Regions from separate parts of the Ovis aries genome. Here regions 2 and 3 are each linked to region 1. The links are chromatin contacts, called in public Hi-C maps. All regions are on one chromosome and are shown on one strand. The core of a region is the stretch at or near the end of the contact, and the rest is flanking DNA. Distances in the headings are between cores, read along the strand shown.

Region 1 (3,023 bases), core at 391-2,890:
AGGAACGTAATTTCTAGGTTGATCTTCACCCATAGGAAACTATTTTAAAGTGACTGCAAAAATGGTATATTACCTCTCTAGTTTTTGCTTTATTTGTTAGGAGAAGAAGATATGCCTCTCTGTAAACCTCCTTTCTCCCATCCAGGTTTTATGGCAAAAGATTTATTTAGGCTCCTAAACGCAGTTGGAACCAACAATTAGCAAATGCAATATTTTAAAACTATGCATTTCTTTAAACAGGTAACTTTTAAAGAAATATTGCTCTCTGATTACACCTAATCACATAATAAAAGTGTAATTCCATTTTACTGTGATGTTTGATTTATTTAGGTCTTTTGTGTCACACCAAGAATAAAGGTTAAGGCTTCATTCAGTAATCATTTATCAGAAAAGCTATACTGAAGACAAAAATGCATTGCACCTGTGGTTTCTTGGAAAGAGAACAAATGCACAAATAATGTGTTTGCAATCTGTGTTTCCTTGTCAACAATGTTCTGGGCTTAGTAAACTGTACAGGTTTTCTATTCAAGAAGTTAAAGCGTGCATCCTTGTGTATTTCCTACAGCTTGGAGCCTATGGAGCATCACGCTATCTTTGAATTATCTGCTCAATAAAGCCAGTTTAGAACCTTGAAATGGCTTATGGGTTCCTATATGTTATGTAACATTTCCAGTGGTTACTGTAGCAACACTTTGTCCTGTACATTTCAGTTCCATGTGAAGTAATCTGTATTGCTACAGGATACATGTCCCATGCTGATGACCATAAACCATCCTTAAGGGTTTCAAACACTAACTCCCCACTCCCTTTTGTCCGACCTGAAAGGCACTTACGAAGCCTATTTTTTCCTTTCATTTAAGATTAAACAGAGGAGACACGAAAGAGGTTCGTCAGCTGTGCAACAGCGACCCCTAGAGGCGAAATGCCTTGCCAGTGGCCAAAACCTCGCAAAGATCAGAGCTTCTGCCTCAAATCGAGTCTTGCTTTATTGTGTTTATCCCAAGAGCTATCACAGTATTAATCCAGAACTGCCTTTATTTTGTGAACAAGAGGTATTTTTGCTGCCTAGAAACCGAAGTCCAAAGTTTCGAGAGCTTTACTACCTACTGTCCATGGCATATAAATTTTTATCTTCTCTTTGTGCGATCTAAAGGTATCATGAATGAATTACTTTCTATTTATCAGAAAATCAGCGTAATGACACGTTTGTGCATAGTCAGAACACAACGCCTTTGATTCGCTTTTTCCTTGGGCAGAAAAAAAGCTTGGAAAATAATGTAAAATATCAGAAAAAAAGAAAGGGGGAAAAAAAAAAAAAAGAATCCTAGTACTCTTGCTGTTCTGGGTTTGCAAATGTGTGTAGCTCTTGCTCCGGGATGATTCATCTCCTGAAAGCCTGAGCGCTCCATTTGTTTTGTAGATTTCACTACCCTCTTTGTTCTGCTTCAAACCTTTCAGAGAGCTGCAATGCATTATTACCTTGTTAAATCTCAACCAAAATCATTTCTGCAGCCTGAAGCTGTTTTGACGTGGGTTGAGCATCTCACACACAAAAGAATTGCTTTTGTTCCCAGAAGCTCTCATTGGCTGAGTGGCCTTTTCACCGAGCCAATCAGAAGCTAGTTGTTAGGCTTGACTGGCTATTTTTAGCCTCACTCTCAAAAATACTTGGTCTCGGAGAGGGTAGGCTGCAGAATGAAAGTAGCATAGTTAAAGCTAACAGCTAAGTACATTTTGCCTGTCGCAACGTGTTTGGCATTTTTCCTTTAATTACTCATACGCTGTTACATTAGCATGTGTTTTGGTAAACAATAAATTTAGGAATAGAACTGCATTTTCTAGTTCCAAATTATCCTTTTAGTAAAGAGGCAGGAAGTCAAAGAAATAGTCACTATTCCTTTTTTTTTTTTAATCCAAAAGCATCTATTTCACAAATACACAAAAATGCCAGTTATCATACACAGAACACTAACGCTTTTTTTTCCTTTGAAGAATTTCTATAAATTATCATTTCGAGTTAATAGAAAATTTAAAGGGCTTGCTCATCATGAGTTTAAAAAGGCATAAAGTCATCCTTTTCCTTTGACCTTTAGAGATGTATATAATTGTCCGAACGAGTATGCACATGGTGTGTAGCAATTAAAATCATAAATATTCAGTGTGTTTTATGCGTGGCAATTAAGCGTTCTTTTGATCGTGTTCTTTCATTTGAGCCATTATTCAGTAGGCACAAGAGTATTTTTTTCCCAAATGCACTTGAAGTGATGAAGCATTAGAACGCAGATCTTCCCGACCCAGAAATTGAACTGGGGTCTCCTGCATTGCAGGCAGATTCTTTACCAACTGACCTATCAGGGAAGCCCACATAAGTTGTTAATTATGTAATATTATCAGGAAATGAAAATTGTCAAATGAGAAAATTCAGGTCTGAAACCGGTTTTCCATCAGCCATCTATCTAACTAGGCAAGAAGGAAGCAGAGCTAGACTGAACCAAAATTTCATAGCATAAAGTAATTTTATTAACAGGAAAGGAGACTTCCTGAGGGGAGAGGGAGAGCAAATCTATGTCTAATTCTTAAAAATATGCTGAGGTTTTAGATTTCCCAATATTTATTACTCAGGCTTGGACTGTGAACTCATTTGCTGTTGCTTGCTTGTTTTAAGAAAATCCCCTTTTACTTCTGGTTGCTAGAAATCAGAATGCCATTAAGACGTATGATAACAGGGAATCTGTAATATGAGTATATTTATCTGGAAAACTGGAAGACTTCAAGAAGGAGCAAAGATTTAAGATCCAACCCTGGGATTGCATAAGTGGTTTGTGATGGTCTTCTATGAGCAAGGATGGCCAAGTACACAGCAGGTATAGGCCAAGAGATGCAAAAAAAAAAAAAATCTACCATAATGAATGGAACACAAGGAAGTTTCAAAAGTAAACTTTCCTTACTTTAAGGGGTACAGAATATGGTATTGAGGGGATATGTCTCCTGGGTTTATGAAGATGAAACTCAACTAAGGCACT
Region 2 (3,121 bases), core at 408-2,907, 770 kb before region 1:
TAATTATTGTATACAAATGAAAAAATAACCTAGAAGCTATTCTTTCAAGCCCAGTTTTACATATTTCATTCAAACAACAAATATTTTTCTCCTACTGCTTTATGGTGAATTGTACTTTTCCCTTCATTTCTATACCCTTTGGCTCAGCAGTGTTTTGCAATATTGATGACCAGCTAAGTTCAGGATATTTATTTCCATCTGGTAGAGTTCAACTTCTGCCTCTTGTTTGCTTTCTCCATCTGCCCAGCTCACCATCTTTTTTTCCCCCCCTCCTCTTTAATGGAGTTCGGGTTAACCCTTTCGCAGGCCTAATCGTTTTTAGCAGGCTCCTGCCTTCGTATTCCCGCGTCCCCTCCGGCCCCCCACCCCTACCCCCAGCCTGGCAAGTAGGACTTCAAGTAACCTTAAATGTCTGCCCTAGTACTTTCACAGCCTTCACATTTTATCTTTATTTTCTTGTTTTATAAAGAACAGCAAAAGGCGAAGGCTGAGACAGTTACTTAGTTTAGAAAAAGAAACAACCTTCGGTTTTGTGCGTAAACGGTGTAAAACGCATTATATAGTTTTTTTCTGTTTATAGATTAAACGTTACGGTTAACATACTTATCTGCAATTACAGGCTTTCTTATCAGTTTTAAGATGGGTTCAGTAAGGACTCCATTCTTCTCTCCTTTTGACTCTTGACGCCACTGAACAGCAACCCTAACAGGCTGACTAACCCTCGAGAGCCGGTTCGCTCCACTCTTCTCCACACTCCCCGTATCCTCAGCACTGGTACCCACACCCCGCTGCTCATCCTGCCCGTGGAGCCAGCCACGTAGACTCGGCGTCGGGGACAGGATGTAAACACCGAGTACAGTCAGCGGGCCACTGCCATGCAGACGTATTCGTGCCGCTGGCGCGGGCGTACACAGCCTAAGCCGGGCCGCTTTTATCTGCACAGCATTAAGCCTCCTTGCAGGCTAGCCCGGGCAGAGTACTCTTGCAGAGGATGCGCTGGCGCGGTGCCTGGAGTTGCTGGAGCGGGAAGGAGGAGCTAGGGCTGGGGAGGCGGGGCTTTCACACGCGCACCCCTAGTTTCCTCCTTCCCCCGCCACTTGCTCCCCGTTCTCCCGCTGCCACTCCAGGGTTTATTTGTTTACAAGCGGATTACGTCAGCTCCTCCCTCTCTTCCTAGTCTATGGACCCGCCCCTTGGCCCCTTTTTCCCGCCCCCTCCGACTCCGAATCTGCTTGCGTCACAATGGTGCGATCTCTGGATTGGCTGGACTGGGCCGTCACGCTCCAGCTACGCCACTTCCTTTCCGTGGCTCTATAAAAAGTGCTGCACCACCCCTTTATCTCTTAGCCCGTCGGAGCTGGAAATGCAACTGTTGGGAGCTTCGGAGGCTGCGGAGCTGGAGGCGGAGGCGGCTGGGGAGGTCCGAGCGATGTGACCAGGCCGCCGTCGCTCGTCTCTTCCTCTTTCCTGCCGCCTCCTGTGTCGAAAATAACTTTTTTTACTATAAAGAAAGGAGAAAAAAAAGTAGCCTTACGCCGCTCACGCCCTCTCTCCCTCTCAGCCCTCTGACTTGTGAGGGAGCCCGGGGTGGCCGCTCCTCCGTCGGGGCCGCGCCGCCGAGCCCCGGCCGCCCCGGGCCGCCCCCGCCCGCCGCCCCCATGCATCCCTTCTACAGTCGGGCCGCCACCATGATAGGCGAGATCGCCGCCGCCGTGTCCTTCATCTCTAAGTTCCTCCGCACCAAGGGGCTCACGAGCGAGCGACAACTGCAGACCTTCAGTCAGAGCCTGCAGGAGCTGCTGGCAGGTGAGCGGGCCGTGGTGGCAGGAGGGCGAGGGACGCCGGGGGCGGGGGGCGACGCGGCCGCACTTGTAGGGGCCGGGCCGTCGGGGCCGCGGGAGTGTCCGCAGCGCCCCGGGCGACCGCGCTCGAGTCCGACCGCGGGATGGTGGCTGGCGCGCCGGCGGCCGCTAACGGCGGGTCCCGGGGAGGGTTTGGGGCTTGGGTCGAGGGCGCTCCCTGTCCCCCCGCGGTTGGCCAACGGAGGGGAGAAGAAAACTGACGCACAACAAAGAAACTAAAGCCGACCGAGGCGGGAGCTGCGGTCTTCGGACGTTCCGCGGATTTGGGGGGACAAAGGACCCGCGGGCTGGGGTGGGTTCGACGCTCCCTCCCCCCACTCCGGTCCAACGGTTGCGGGCTCGGCGGTCGGGCCCGGGGGTAAAACGGCGCGGCTGCCCCGAAGCTCACTCGGGACAGACGTGCGGTCCCCCCACGCCTCCTAACCCTGCCCATTAATCATCGGATTTGTCAGCGGCACAATTACAGCCCTGCCCAGAGCGTGGTTTAGGGTGGCTTGTTTTCCTTCCCTTCGGGGTTAACACTCCGGTGGCGCTTCTCCTCCAAAGTCATAAACCCTATTGTGTGCGGCCAGGGTGGGGTGGAGAAAGTAAACAGGTTCCCGCCTGGCCGCCGGTGCCGTCCGGCTGGCGCAGGCTGCGCGCCTGATTCCCGTTTTGGCGGCTCAGCCGGTTGGTTCCCGGAGATTGTTTTGTCCCGTGCAACTGTTGTTTCTAAAACCCTGCCCTGCTCGTTTTCCATCCGCGCACATCCGCGAATGCGTTGCGGGGCTTTTTAAAAAAAAGTTGATATTCGGCATTTTCACTTAAAGGAGCCAACAGAAGAAGGAGACTAAGGCGGGAGCCGGCAGTAACGGGGTCTAAGCATTGTTTTCTCTCTTCCTTTCTTGTGTAGAACATTATAAACATCACTGGTTCCCAGAGAAGCCCTGCAAGGGATCAGGTTACCGTTGTATTCGCATCAACCATAAAATGGATCCTCTGATTGGACAGGCAGCGCAGCGGATTGGACTGAGCAGTCAGGAGCTGTTCAGGCTTCTCCCAAGTGAACTCACGCTCTGGGTTGACCCGTACGAAGTGTCCTACAGAATTGGCGAGGATGGCTCCATCTGTGTGCTGTACGAAGCCTCACCAGCAGGAGGTAGCACCCAAAACAGCACCAACGTGCAAATGGTAGACAGCAGAATCAGCTGTAAGGAGGAACTTCTCTTGGGCAGAACAAGCCCTTCCAAAAACTACAATATGATGACTGTATCAGGTTA
Region 3 (2,951 bases), core at 197-2,696, 920 kb before region 1:
TCATGACTTCTTACTTTCCATGCTGAAGTTTGACCACACCTGTGTACCTAGGGTGCAGTGAGAAACCTTCTCATTGTGATAAAAATAGCTTCAACCAGGGGCTGCTCTAATTTTGCTTGGCTTTGGTCTTATGAAATGACTCACTTAACACTTTTTAAAACTTCTCCCCACATATTGAATAAATAAAATGTAACTGAATCACTAATTTGTAGTAACTAACTGTACTAACTAGCTCTCACTTGGAAATATAAAGATTGCAAAATTTTATGCTCTAAAATGAATCTATTTTTTTTTAATGGGCCCTTGGAAAGTCACCATTTGACTTCTGGACACAGTGTTTCAGATTCCAGTGTTAATTTTATTAAGCAGTATAATCAGAAAGTCACTTGAATCATCATGTAATAATTTGTGCTTCTGGACCTTAATAGTTGTTATGGCTCTAAGAACTCAATGTTCAGATAATTATTCCAACAAAAAGAGAAATAACAAACTCAGTGTTATTCAGACCCCAAAGTAACTCACTTTAGTGATTCTTATTTTTTTTTAATGTAATCTTAAAGAGAGAAAATAAGGAACTAGGCATTTTTGGAGACTTCCTACAACAATGGTGAGTTGGTAACTTTGAAAATTTGAAAGGAGGTAAGAGACATTTTACTTACTCTTACAAGTACATAAACTTTACAGGAAGAGGATAAAGCTCCTAATTTCTATAGATCTTCACTCTACTCTTTAACAAAATTGAATTAGTTGAGGGATCTCACCATACACTATGGAGAATAATTTATGTATAATGTAAACACAAAAATAGTAAAAAATATTCAGGGAATAAACCCAAATATCTACAGTGTCACAACACCATGTATAATATACAGCATCCATCACCTTTCCTTTTAAAATCCCATTTATTAGTGTTACTTTTTCTGGTCTAAATGGCATGCTTGCATGATCAGTCACTTCAGTCATGTCCAACTCTTTGTGACCCCATGGACTGTAGCCCACTAGGCTCCTCTCCATGGGATTCTCCAGGCAAGAATACTGGAGTGGGTTGCTGTGCCCTCCTATAGGGGATCTTCCCGACCTAGGGATCGAACCCACATCTCCTGAATCTCCTGCATTGCACGTGGATTCTTTACCCACTCAGCAACCAGGAAAGCCCAGTCTAAATGGGTCTCATATTCATCTATATGAAAGCTTTCTTAGATTACAGTTTCACATTCTTTTGACAAATAGTTAATGAGTACCTCTTGCTGGGTTGTGTAGAGGATGATGAACATGGCTCAGCATTCAGATTGCTCACTGAGTAGTTGCAGAGATAGAAATATAAGCTAATAATTGTAACTGTGAAAAAATGTTATGAGAGAATGCAGTGTTATGGGGTCCCAGGATAAGGAAGGTACCATTTGGGCCTCTCCCATTCTCTGTTGACTCGCTCCTCACAAGCTTTCATACTTACCAGGCCTCACACTGTTCTCATCCAGGACAACAGTGACTCCCACATTGCTGAATCTGGGTCGTGTCTTAGTCTTCATCTTGCTCAATATGTCAGTGATATTTCACACAGTTGCTCATTTCCTCCTTATTGGAAGGCTTTCTTCACTTGGCTCCTGGGAGGCCACTCTTGCTTCACTTCCTGTCTCACGGTCACTGCTTTTAAGTCCTCTGTGCTGACTCTTCTTCATCTTCCCAAACTTTGAACATGGTGTACTTCAGAACTCCGTCCTTGAACTGTTCTCTTCTCCCTTTTCTCTAAGCTTTCCTACCTCATTTCAGGGCTTTAAATATCATCTACTTCAGATAACTCCCCAATACCCACCCCTACCATGATGTTCCCATTGAATTCCAAAGCAGTTATGTCCTATAACAGGCTACCTGAAATTTCCACTTACGGGTTTAGCAGGTATCTTGCACATAACATAATTTTTTTAAAATCTTGATTATTCCCACCCAATCTGTTCCTTCTATCGTCTTTGCCATCTCGATAAATGGAAACTTCATCCTTCCAGTTCCTCAGGTCAAAAGTTCTTGGCATCATCCCTGACTATTTCCTTCACATTTTACCTTGCAGCTTAAAATATATGCAAAACCTAAAAACTCTTAACACGTCCCCTCTTGTCACCCTGGGAAACTTATGTCACCTGGATTATTGTAAAATGCTCTTATCAGGTCTTTCTGCTTTTATTCTGGCCTCCCTGTACTCTATCCTACACGTGGCTATGGGAGAGATCTTGTTAAAATACAAGGCAGATTATTGCAGTCTTCCGGTCTCTACCCTTCAGTGGATTCTAGCCTTATTCTAAATGAAAATTATAATCCTTTCCATGGCCCCACGAGGCCCTACAAAATTTTGCCCATCGCCGCCTCTCTGAGCTCATCCCCCCCTCATTCACCTCACTCCAATCACACTGGCCTCCTATCACTTCCTCTAAGACACCAAGAAGGCTCTGCCTTGAGTCCTGTACTTGCTATTCCCTCTGCCTGAAATGCTTTTCCTACCACTACCCCACCCCCCTTCTATATCCACATTAACTGAATTCATGCTTTATTTTCATCTCTGCTCTCATGTTACTTCATCCGAGTGGCCTTCCTCAACCACTATTTAAAATAACATCCTCAGGACTTACCGGGTGGTCCAGTGGCTAAGACTCCACACTCCCAGTGCAGCGGGCCCAGGTTCAATCCGTGGTCAGGGAACTGGATCTCACATGCCACAGCTAAAGATCCCACATACTGCAACTAAGACCCAGCACAGCCAAATAAATAAATATTAAAAAAATAAATTAACGTACTCACTCACCTACCCGCCCTTATTTTTCTTTATCCTGGTTCCACCTGGCGTGAATGCTGTTGTTTGCTACTTGTTCATTGTTCATTTGCTTCCACTAGAATTTAACATCTATCACTGTTGAAAATGTCTGTTTTTTCACGGTTGCATCTCTAGATCTTAGAACAGT

The links. Hi-C and Micro-C count contacts between places; a contact is called where the count stands out from the background.
Region 2: a contact with region 1 is called in a Hi-C map of tail adipose tissue, with 8 times the contacts expected there. The contact joins the promoter of BTG1 here to the enhancer-like site in region 1. A contact is called at or near these places in 4 of 16 Hi-C or Micro-C datasets (blood, hypothalamus, skin fibroblasts and 1 more).
Region 3: a Hi-C map of tail adipose tissue shows a contact between it and region 1, with 2.8 times the contacts expected there. The contact joins two enhancer-like sites. A contact is called at or near these places in 2 of 16 Hi-C or Micro-C datasets (skin fibroblasts and tail adipose tissue).

What each region holds. Positions count from the first base shown.
Region 1 is chr3:127,767,273-127,770,295 of ARS-UI_Ramb_v3.0, reverse strand. No RefSeq gene overlaps it. Among named protein-coding and RNA genes, the nearest start is that of TRNAW-CCA, 7.4 kb to the left of the region's middle. Within about 2 kb of position 1,640, at least 37 of the 54 cell types and tissues checked have an H3K27ac peak or open chromatin away from gene starts, as enhancers often do. A contact at or near this core is called in hypothalamus and tail adipose tissue, where this site is marked.
Region 2 is chr3:128,537,204-128,540,324 of ARS-UI_Ramb_v3.0, reverse strand. It overlaps BTG1 (BTG anti-proliferation factor 1), which reads left to right and starts at 1,657. Exons shown (of 2, transcript NM_001142887.1): 1 at 1,657-1,806; 2 at 2,755-3,121. The coding sequence starts at 1,659. It overlaps LOC121819091 (a long non-coding RNA gene), which reads right to left and starts at 986. Exons shown (of 2, transcript XR_009600216.1): 1 at 604-986.
Region 3 is chr3:128,685,361-128,688,311 of ARS-UI_Ramb_v3.0, reverse strand. No RefSeq gene overlaps it. Among named protein-coding and RNA genes, the nearest start is that of BTG1, 150 kb to the right of the region's middle. Within about 2 kb of position 1,446, at least 6 of the 54 cell types and tissues checked have an H3K27ac peak or open chromatin away from gene starts, as enhancers often do. A contact at or near this core is called in tail adipose tissue, where this site is marked.